Regions from separate parts of the Ovis aries genome. Here region 1 is linked to region 2. Evidence: chromatin contacts called from public Hi-C data. All regions are on one chromosome and are shown on one strand. The core of a region is the stretch at or near the end of the contact, and the rest is flanking DNA. Distances in the headings are between cores, read along the strand shown.

Region 1 (5,530 bases), core at 1,026-3,525, 220 kb after region 2:
CTCGAAAGGACAGAGGGAGCAGTTCCATCTCTGAGGCTAGCAGTTCTGCTTTCGGACTACACCAGACACTCCACAAGTAAAGGACAACACAAGGACTGGCATGCGTGGCTCAGGGCTTTCCCTTGATGTCCTGCTGACCTTCCCATACCACAGGCTTCTACCAGCCCACTAGTTACTGTGTGAATTAGAAAAAGGCACTATCAAGGCATTTTACTTCCACCTATCAGAAAATTATCATAATATACTGGTTTTGTTAAAATAAGGCATCTTACTGCCACATGGCCAGAGAACTATCATTCCAAGTTTATTAATTACAACTTGGAAATCTAGGATATTGAAGATGCGACATTCCGTCTATGTACACTTTACACAAAATCCCTCAACTCCCATGTGTATCTTGGATGACAGGGAAGTGGGGAAATCTGTAAGATTCAGTACTTACCTATAAAAGAAAAGGGATAACATGGGGACTCAAGAAGGATAAGCTACAGAGAATAAGCTATGTTTTCTCTGTACATCTGAATTAACTAAATCAACTACCATAAAAAAAATACAAACTATGTCCCATATTTTGCAATTTATTTTATTTTTTGCTATCTCCCATAGCACCTTACATAGCAATACATACACAGAAGAAACCAATAAATGCATGCTGGAAAAAAGTAAAGTTTTAGAAAAAATAAAGAGTTATGGATCCACTTATAATATGTACAATAGCGTGTAGTTTTCCTTTTTTCCTGCTACATTTATTTGAACCAAATATAAAACTGTACCCATTTGTACCTTGCTAACCACCATAAACATTTGCAGTTCTTCATTGTAAGCCTCCCTCCTCGATATTTTTCTTGAGAAGGAAACTTAGATCTAAGTTTCTCCATTGTCAGGACCAAAGAGAGCTCATCCCAAAATCAGAGAATGTTTTAAAATTAAAAACAGTATTATGTAATTCAAAGTAAATTCTTATTGAAAGGGAGGGAACCCTGAAAGCTAGAAACGTAAAGCATTTTGCCCAGAGGCATACATCAAGTCAGAGACTCAAACACCCGACACAACAGTGGTTCTCACTGTTCCTCTCCGCTCCCAAAACACACACTACCCGGCTCTTACCCCTGCTTCTCTTATTGTACTTTGTAACCACTTAGTCATCCATCTCAAACCTAAGATAGAGCACCTGGTCAAACTGAAATGAGAAAGAAATCACCTAAGATCGAAAATCAGGTAAATTGCTAGTTTTACCATTTCCATAAAGTGATAAACAAAAGAGAGCCAAAGAACCGAGAAAGGATACTTTTTCAGTCATCACAACAGCAGCGAGGGAATTAAAACACGTTTTCCCTGGGGAGAGATTATCTCGAGGGGACCAGATACAGACACAAAAGATAATTCCCCTTGGGGCTTTTCTTTTCCTCTGAGTTTCTGAGATCTAAAAAAAAATAAAATTAAAAAATTAAAACGTTTATCACATAAACAATCACCACCTCAACACATTTACTTCTCTTTTCTCACCTATTATTTCCCCAAACGTTATAGAGTCCGCGTCTTCAATAAGTAAACTGACCAAAGGTCTATTCCCTATTGATCACAATCTTTTCAAGATTTAGATAACTCCTTTTAGACTACAAGTAGGAACCGACTTCTAACTTCGGTTCCCGAGCTCAAAGCTCGGTAAAGTGGATCTTCAAGGTTTAGCAAATACCCTCAGCTGAACTAAAGGGTACAGAATCTCTAGCGCTCCCTACAGCTCAGAGTTTGAACCTACCTACCACAAAAAAACCCCAGTTATCAAAGATTGGCTACCTCGCTCTACTTTTCCGCTTAAAAAATCGGATGGGGGCGGGAGCGGGGAGAGGTTGAAACGGCGAACCGAAGGATTAATCACTTCTCCCCATTACATCAGCAGCCCCCGCCCTTTCCTCCGAGCACCTCCTCTCCTAGAATCGTCGCTACGCACTAGCGATCTCTTCATCCACCCCCCGCTCTATTATATGCCCTGATACCTCCCCATTATCACCCGCCCCACCACACTCCCCCTCTCCTCCTTCCCCCACCTCCTTAGCGGGGGAGGGAGGAAACCCGAGAGAGGAAACAGGGCGTTGAAGGAAGGGACTTGGCGATAAGAGCAGAGGTCCCATTGGCCCAAAGGTTGTATGAGCGCCTCCCGTTGGCTCCTTGGCCGGAATCCCCGCCCCTCTTCTTCCCCGCCCATTTGCCCCTCCCCCCGCCGCTCCACGGCCCTCCCCCGCGCCCCTGGCCAGCCCCGCGGCGGGGAGGGACCGACTGGGCGAGTGGTGGCTCCGGCGGTGTCAATGGCTCCTCCTGCCACGGAGCAGCAGCAGAAGCAGCGGCGACGGGGCTGAGGAGGAGGAGGAGGAAAGGCTCCTTTAAGGAGGAGGAACGACGACGCCTCTTTTTCCCCCTATCTCCTCCCTTCACACTCATTTCCCCTTCGCCCAGGAGAGAAGGGGGGGAGGAGAGAGAAGAGGCCGAAGAAAGAGAGAAAAAATTCCTCTCAGAAATCTCTTTCAGGGGGTGTGGGGGGGAGGAAGAGAAAAAAAAAAAAAGAGCCAGGCGCCCCCTGCTCCCTCCCTCCCTTCTCTCCCTCTCTTCTCCTCCTTCTCCCTTCCTCACCCGCCCGCCCACTCCCCCCGCCGCCGGAGACGCCGCTCGGGAGTCGGCGGGACCAGGGTCTGTGTCCTCAGCCGCCGACGCCGCGCTTCGCCTCAGGATCCCCAGGCGGGCGGACGCCCTTTCTTTCTTTCTCTCGCTCTGCCCGTCTTTCTGTCTCCGTCCCTCGCGGCCGCCCCGCCCGGCGGCCTCGGCCTTGCCCGTGCGTCAGGCCCGCCCGCCTGGCCTCGCTCGGTCTCTGTCTGTCTCCGCGGGCCTTTCTCTTGACTCGGGGTCCCGCTCGCCCCTCCGCCCTTACCATCTCCCCTTCCCCTCGCCCCCTTTCCTTCCTCCCCCCTCTCCCCACCCCCTTCTCCCGCCCCGGAGCTCGCGGTGCGTGTGCGTGTGTGTGTGTGTGTGTGTGTGTGTGTGTGTCCCTCCGCCAACGCCGCCACCTCAGCCCGGCAAATGAACTCCGTCCGAGCCGCCAACCGGAGACCCAGGCGAGTGTCGCGGCCGCGCCCGGTGCAGCAACAGCAGCAGCAGCCCCCGCAGCAGCCGCCGCCGCAGCCGCCCCAGCAGCAGCCGCCGCAGCAGCAGCCTCCGCCGCCGCCGCAGCAGCAGCAGCAACAGCCTCCGCCGCCGCCACCGCCGCCTCCGCCGCTGCCCCAGGAGCGGAACAACGCCGGCGAGCGGGGTAAGGCCGCGCTCCTTCCCCGCCGCCCGCCGGCTCGGGCGCCCGGCCGGCGGGACCCGCGGGGAGGGAGGCCGGGGCGGGCGGGGGCGGCTTGTGCGCCTGGAGGGTGGGAGAAGGGAGGCAGAGCGGAGGCGGGTCCCCCGGTGCCGCAGTGTCAGCTCAGCCCGGGCCCCGGCCGGCAGGAAAAGCCGCGGCTTCCCGACTCGCCTGGGCTCTTAGCTCAGGCCGCGCTTTGTTTGGTTTCGGGGGCTCGACACCCTCTCCCCTCGACCCATCCCTCTGTTTTTCGAGCTCGCTTACGGACCCCGCAGGAGTATGTTGGTGGGTGGGGGGAAGGCGAAGGGTGGGATCTCTCCTTTTTCGGCTGCCTTCCACGGGTTGGTCTCCTGTTTCTAATGGAAGATGGGGGGGACAACTGGGAGTGATCGGGTGGTTAGGGCTGGCTGGGGAACTTGTTTTTCCCCCTTTTCTCTGTTAGCCTCCCCCTTCCTGTGGAGGAGGGGAGAGGGGGAGTTGGAGTGGTCGGTGGTGTTGGCCGGGGAACTTGTTTCACCCGCCCCCCCCCCCCCGAGTCACGGGGTAGGGGGAGCGGCGACTCTTCTCCCAACCTCATAATGTTTGCTGCGCAGTTTGGCTTTAGTTACAGAACCCCTGGGAAGGACCCGTTAAATTAAGACCTTTAAATAAATAAATATAGAATCCATCGGCCATTTCCAGCCCCCTCCCTCGCGTGAGGTGCAGTTACCCTTCCGCTCTATCGACTCCCCTCTCGCTTGTCCTCCCCTAGCATACCCCCACGCCACCATGCTGCCCCTCCGTCTCCCAGTGGGATTTGAACGCCCCTTCCTTAGAATTGGCCCCTTGTGAGAGAGAGTGCGTGTGTTTGTGCCTGTGTGTGTTGTGTCCAGGGCCTAGTGAAATGTGTCATTTGGACCCAACTGTGCAGCTCTGTCTGGTAACCACCATTGTCTAAGGGCTGAGGCTCCCGGGGGTTGGATTCTTGCTTTAGCAAAATTAATGTTCAGTTCTACTTTGATGATGTTATTCGGGGAGGTTTCGGAGATGGGGTGTTGCACCTTGATCTCCAAATTTAACTATTCTGTTTATTAATCAGCTACTCTCAGTGGAGGTGGAGGTCAATACCATATTTATGTGTACGGTTGTTGTTTTAAGGAGGAGGGGAATTGTTAGGAGACATTTTGCGTGTTTTCGTTGGCGGATTAAGGTTAATTTTACGTGCGTTGGTTGTCACACCTCCTTTGGCTGAGGGAATTAAGATTAAATGCCTTTTGAAAATTATACATTCTTTCCTTAAAAATTGTTTCTTTGTTGTGCATGATCAAAATACCGAACAAATGAAAGAGGGAGATGATAATTGAAAAATAGTTTAAACGGTTTTCACTGGTTACTGTTACAGAAGTCCTTGTGAAAGCTATACGTTGCTTGAAAGAATGTGATCTTTCAAGCCAGTTAGAGGTCTTGTGCTACATTACTGGTAAATGTGTTTTAATACTTCTTTGATACATTTACAGGGGTTTTTTTGTTAATTAAAAGTACAGTTTCATCATTTCCTTTTGTATTTGCATATCAGGGTTCTCCTGTTTCATTCAAATAATAAAGTCTCAGAATTGACACTATATGTAATACAGTTGACTAATTTTTTTTTTTAAAGCAATGGCATTGGGTTGAAATTCTAGGGTAATAAGGATTCTATTGCTAGAAGTAAGCTTTTTCAAGATGTACTGATTTGTTAATTACATTAACAGTGAATCAGACTCTTGCAGCCAAAGTTAGTCTGATTGTTAAGTGTTAATTCTGAGTCTTTTCATTTGTGTGTATTTTCAACTTAGTTGAGGGTCTTATATTTGATCACTTTTCTTAATTTGTTTAAAATTATTAGCTTCTGAAGTCTATTTCCTTTTGAAGTAAGAGTGACTTGGTCACATGCCAGAGTGTCATTTTTCTTTTCATTGATATCCATAAACTGACTAAGATGTTCATGAATCAGAATTTCAGTATGTACCCAACCAAATGGTAAATCAGATTCACTGTAGAATTGTTGTTGCTTTGCTGCTGCTAGTAGAAACTGTTCTATGTTGGCACAGAGAGGAAAAGAAGTGCTGATTAGCCTTCAGGGAAAATGCTATGGGTCTTTTTGGAGGGCAAATAAATGGCCTTAAGATGAATTAAAAGACTAAAATTAGAAAAAGTTTGCTAGTGTTATGTAAA
Region 2 (5,634 bases), core at 2,396-4,895:
TCATTGCATTGAGCATATGGGTGTTGTTAATTGCATATATTTTATTTTTACAAGGCAAACACAACTCATTTTTTTAAAAAAAAGCAAGGGTGTTACAATGAGTAAACCAGATGTATCTTGATTTGGAGAATAAACTGGTTTTCAAGACACACGTTCATTATGAAAATACCCTATTCATTAGATATTAGCAAGCATAAAAAAAGACCAATAAAAAAACTAACCATCTTATTTTAATCTTTGTTATCTCCTCAGAGACATGAAGAGCTGTTTTCTGCTTTCAGACTTTACTTCTTTTCAAAAAAGCCTTCAGTCTTATTTGTCGGTGCACTCATATTACCAGAGGGCCTTAAGTTTCTTCAATAACTTTTTTTCTTTCCAAAAGAGACAACAAAAGAAATTAATTAGCTCTGCTCATAGAAAGCAGCCATATAATAAGGTCTCCTTCCCCCCTCTTTATTCCCCTTCCCTCGCCAAAGAAATGGATTCTGTTATTCTGGAAGTCTCCAGCGGGAAGCCCTGGTTGGGTTTGAATTTGGAGCTGAGTCAGCGAGGAGACATAGGAGGGTTTGAGAGGCATGTCCTCTCCCCAGTTGCTGAGTTAGCCTAACCCCCAGTAGAGCTATAAAGTTGAAGAAGTTTGTCCTTGGAGCTCTCCCAAACAACCTTTAGTGCTCTCTTTTTACCCAGTTCTCACCCAAAATAACACATTTTTAAGTGTACATGTTTAAAGAAGTTAAGGAAGCTGTTTGCTGGTCTGGGGGACATCAGGCTAGACTTCTCAACTAACCTTCCATTATATTCATTCAACTCATTCATTCACTCAGAAGGGATGTATTTATAAACTGTATTAATAAATACTCTTGATGGGCCTATGATAAGCAAAGCACTTTAAATTCACTTTTCCTGTGCAGCAAACCTTTGAGACAGATTCTCATTATCTCCACTCTACAGGTGAGGAAACAAAAGTTAGAAAAAAAGCTCAAATAACCTGCTCACAGTCACACAGGTAGAGGCAGAACTGGGATAGGACTGACTATAAGGTCACAGCTTCTGTGCACTCAGAAATATGAAGCTCCCTTCCCCATCTGAATTCCTGCGAGTAGGAAAACAAGACTTGGGAGGGTGATAGGTAAATAGGAAATGAGTTGAAAAACAGTAGAGTGACAAAATATTCCCTGTCGGTGGGGAAAGGGTCCTGTGCACACACCTGATGTTTACTGTGTCGACAGAGTGGACTCCTGCAGGCCGGCAGCCTCATCCTCCTGTCTCTGTCTTAGGCCAGCTTGACGAGGTGGGATAGGATGCCAAATCAAGAGAGAAGTATGCATGCGAAACTGCTTCAGTCGTGTCCAGCTCTTTGCAACGCTATGGACCATAGCCCACCAGTCTCATCTATCCATGGGAGTCTCCAGGCAGAATACTGGAGTGGATTGCCATGCCCTCCTCCAGGGGATCTTCCAGAGCCAGGGGTCGAATCTGAGTCTCTTGTCTCTTGCATTGGCAGGCGGGTTCTTTACCACTAGTGCCATCTGGGAAGCATATAACTCCCCAAACTCTGACTCTTTCAACTTCCAGCCAATAGGGAAAAGGGTTCTCCAAGGAAATCCCAGCCTTCATCATATACAAAGAGGGTCCAAAGCCCTAGACAATCCTATTTGAAAAAAATATGTTGGTCCTTATTAGTGTGGTAAGTGGGAATTTTTCCAGACAGTACAGTATACACTGAATAATAAAAGGGCAACATAACAATGGGGGCTGTGACTTCCACTCAATTGTGAGATTTAAGAAATTGATAGGAAACTGACAGGCAATAAGCAGCATTATTTGAGAGTACTACTCTGGAGTCAGGCTGCCTGAATTGATATCCCGGCACCATCACTTATTAGCTGTATGAACTTGGGCAAGAAATTTGGCCTATCTGTGCCTCCCTTTCTTCATCTGTAAAATGGGAGTAATTATAGTTACCTGCCTCATAAGTTGATGTGAAGATTGTATGAGTTAATGTATGTGCTTAGAGTAGTGTCTGGTCCATGGTTTAACACAATGCAAATATTAGTATTTACTATCATTATAATAAAAAGAAACTTTTCAATCAAATTTATCTGGGCTCCTATCACTGCTAGGTGGTCCTGGATAAGTTATCCAACCTCCTTGAGCTTCAGCATCCTCATCTGTAAGATAGAGTGATAACACCTATGCAAACAGGGGCATTGTGAGGAGTGAAATAATGTGCATGAAAATATTCACCACAGTATTGGTATTAATAGTATAGAGCATTAATAGTAGCTCAGTAAATTCTAATTTCCTTTCTTTCTTTAACATTAATGAATTTTTTGGAGTGTGTTTAGTGGTAGCAAAAGAATACTAAAAATGAAAATATGTGTAATCTATAATATAGTTTATAATTAAACTATGTAAATTAAAGTATCTTCTATATTAAAAAGAGAACTCTGTGGCTCCCAGGGATGCCATAGCACCCAGACATAAAGTGGCAACCAAGGAGGCCTGATCCTCAGGAAAACCGTGGGGCATGTCAACAGCAGGTCCACCCCCAGCTTCCTGTTCAATGTCTTGCTGTGGTTCAACCTTGCCTTCCTCTTCAGATTGTCGGAAGGCAGGGTCTTTGGGAGGAGTGGGCCATGGGATAGGAAAGGAACTTGAAACAACGCACCCAGGGGTCCCGGTGCTCACAGTTGCTTCAGCCCTTTCCTTTTTCCTTGAAGTCAAGGTCTGAAGTCTGAGGGACTGCATCAGGGCTGAGTGGAAGGAGAGGCTCAATATGGGCTTCTGGCACTCTAAGACACCCTGGACCAGATGGGGGTCCAGAGCATCCTTGCTCCTTGCTCCTCAAAGGGCAGCATCAACAACATCCAGGGTCTTGGTAGAAATGCAGAATCTTGGCTTCCACTCTAGACCTACAGAATCAGAGTATGTGTTTTAACAAGATTCCTGGGAGATTTTGGATGCACACCAAAGTTTGGGAAGCCTTGAGTTAGAACCCACGAACCTGTGTGGTCTGAATGGATGTGGGATTGGGACATCTGCTTTAAAGTGTGTGTCTCCTCTTCATCTGCTTTTCCCTTGAACCTACACTGTGTGCCTTATACAGACAAGGCAGTGTCTTGCTACGGGTAGGGTGACCACTTTAATTGATCAGAACTCCCAAGAAGCACAAAACTGGGCGCTGGCCCAGATGACAACTGAAAACTCACTTCATTTTTCAAATAGGGTTGTGAGAACAACAGTCAGGCAGGCAGGATCTGTGGAGCACCTATTTGCGCCAGGTGCCTACTGTATGCAAGCCCTAAGGGTGAAACAAAGAAACATCATAGTACTTTCTGATCTGGGAGTCTTCAGACCTCTGGGCTCTGGTCCAAACCTCATTTTTAAGTTGCTGGGCAATTCCCTTCACCCCTCAAACATCTTCCTTTCCTGTCTGAAAAACGTGTGGGTCAGATGAGAGGATACTAAATTCCCATCCAAATCTAAAGCGATCTGATTCAAATAGCCCTAGCCTCAAAACCTTAGTCTAACTGAATAGACAAAATGATTTTAAATGATTACACATGAAACAGAGGGCAACTCAGGACAGGATGTGATTAAGGGCTGAGTTGTTCAGAACTGGCAGCGTAGCGATCAGGGACTCCTGGAAGCCGTGTGTAAAGGGCAGTGTTTGGAACCTTTCCAAACTCCTCCCCTCACTCCCAGAGCCAATAGTGAGGGGGGCGGGATGGACTTCCACAAGAAGCCACTAGGTGGCGCTGTCATGATGTGAAATCCATGACTGGTAGGGACGCTTGGAGGGAAAACCTTTGCTGCCCCTCTGGCTAAAAGAACAATGTGTGCGTGTGTGCCTGAGCGTATTCGTGTGTGTGTTTGCGCGGGCGCTCAATTGTGTTCGGCTCTTAGCGATCCCACGGTCTGTAGCCCACCGTGCTCCTCTGTCTATGGGATTTTCCCACAAGAATACTGGAGTGGGTTGCCATTTTCTCCTCCAGGTGGATCTTCCTGACCCAGGGATTGAACCGGCGTCTCCCCTGTCTCCTCCATTGGCAGGCAGATTCTTTAACTCTGAGCCACCTGGGAATCACTAAAGGCACGACACTGGTTTCCAGACCTTAGAAACACAGGTTTCTAAGAGTGCTGAGGACCTCAGAGTGCAGGGTCGTCTTGTGTCCAAGCAGGAGTCAATGCATTCATTCTGCCCTGCTCAGATGACACGAATTCCCCTTCCCAAACTGCGTCTCTACCCCCGCTTCCTGATCTTACTTCTCACTTGCCCTACAAACAGCAGGGAATTTGAGCCTAACTCTGAAGCCCTCCTTCCACATACCCACCTGCAGCAGAGCTTGGTTCTCCCATGGACAGGGACAGGCTCCAGTCTGGTCACTTTGTCCTGAGGTGAGCACTGTCCGCTCCAGCGCCACCAGCGCTCCTCGACATTCTCTCCATTTCATTACCCTGCAAAGGCAAGGGGTAGCGGGGGAGGACACAGCATTTATAAAGGTTCTTCCATGCGCCAGGCTCTAGGCTAGGTGCTTTGCGTGTATTGCTTGGGAGTCTGCTTCCTCTGCCCCGGTTCGCATTCCGCACTCCCACTCTGCCCTTGAAAAACAGCACAAACTGAAACTTGTGAACTCTCCTCGGGAAACAACAAGCAATTACTCTGAGGTATAGGCGAAAGTGAGCAAAACTTGCAGCCCCCACACCTTGGTCATTTTCATTTCTGTTTCTTGACAACCATGTGACCGTGTGACTTCATTTAACCTTTCTGAGCCTCAATTTCCACATCTGTAAAATAAAGTAGGGGTTATATAGGAACTAATTTTTTATTTTAAAGTTTCTTACTGTATTAACTTTTCTTGAGGTGTAATTGACATCCTACAAAGTGGACATCAGTGTACAGCCCGTTGAATTTTCAGGCCAACATCCAATACCCAGACTGAGAACCAAATACAGCCAGTATCCTAGAGCCCTCCTCCCTCCTCCAGCGCCTCACCTCCCCTACTCCCACCAGGGTGCACACCAGCCCCACTTGTAAAAGAGCCAAGTTAGTTTTTGCCTATTTTTATATTACACTTGGAGAAGGCAATGGCACCCCACTCCAGTACTCTTGCCTGGAAAATCCCATGGATGGAGGAGCCTGGTAGTCTGCAGTCCATGGGGTCGCTAAAAGTCAGGCATGACTGAGCGACTTCACTTTCACTTTTCACTTTCATACATTGGAGAAGGAAATGGCAACCCACTCCAGTGTTCTTGCCTGGAGAATCCCAGGGACAGGGGAGCCTAGTAGGCTGTCATCTATGGGGTCACACAGAGTCGGACACGACTGAAGCAACTTAGCAGCAGCAGCAGCATATTACACTTAAAATAAATGAAATCATATAATATGTACTCTTTCGTATCTAGCTTCTCTCATTAAACATCATGTTTCACAGTAGCAACAATAGTTTGTTTATTCTATTTACTGTAAGGAATTCCACTGTGTAACTATACAACAATTTATCCATTCTACAATTGTTGGCCATTTGGGGGCGAGTATTATAAACAGTACTTCTCTGAACTTCCTAGTAGCTATTTTTTTCCCAGTATTTTTTATTGTGGTAAAATACATATAAAATTTACCACCTTAAC

What was found. Hi-C and Micro-C count contacts between places; a contact is called where the count stands out from the background.
Region 1: a contact with region 2 is called in a Hi-C map of tail adipose tissue, with 9 times the contacts expected there. The contact joins the promoter of FBXO11 here to the enhancer-like site in region 2. A contact is called at or near these places in 5 of 16 Hi-C or Micro-C datasets (blood, liver, omental adipose tissue and 1 more).

The regions. Positions count from the first base shown.
Region 1 is chr3:76,549,165-76,554,694 of ARS-UI_Ramb_v3.0, forward strand. It overlaps FBXO11 (F-box protein 11), which reads left to right and starts at 2,276. Exons shown (of 23, transcript XM_042246209.2): 1 at 2,276-3,301. The coding sequence starts at 3,073. It overlaps LOC114113604 (a long non-coding RNA gene), which reads right to left and starts at 1,955. Exons shown (of 2, transcript XR_003588508.3): 1 at 1,507-1,955; 2 at 1-1,423.
Region 2 is chr3:76,325,201-76,330,834 of ARS-UI_Ramb_v3.0, forward strand. No RefSeq gene overlaps it. Among named protein-coding and RNA genes, the nearest start is that of TRNAC-GCA, 37 kb to the left of the region's middle. Within about 2 kb of position 3,646, at least 31 of the 54 cell types and tissues checked have an H3K27ac peak or open chromatin away from gene starts, as enhancers often do. A contact at or near this core is called in tail adipose tissue, where this site is marked.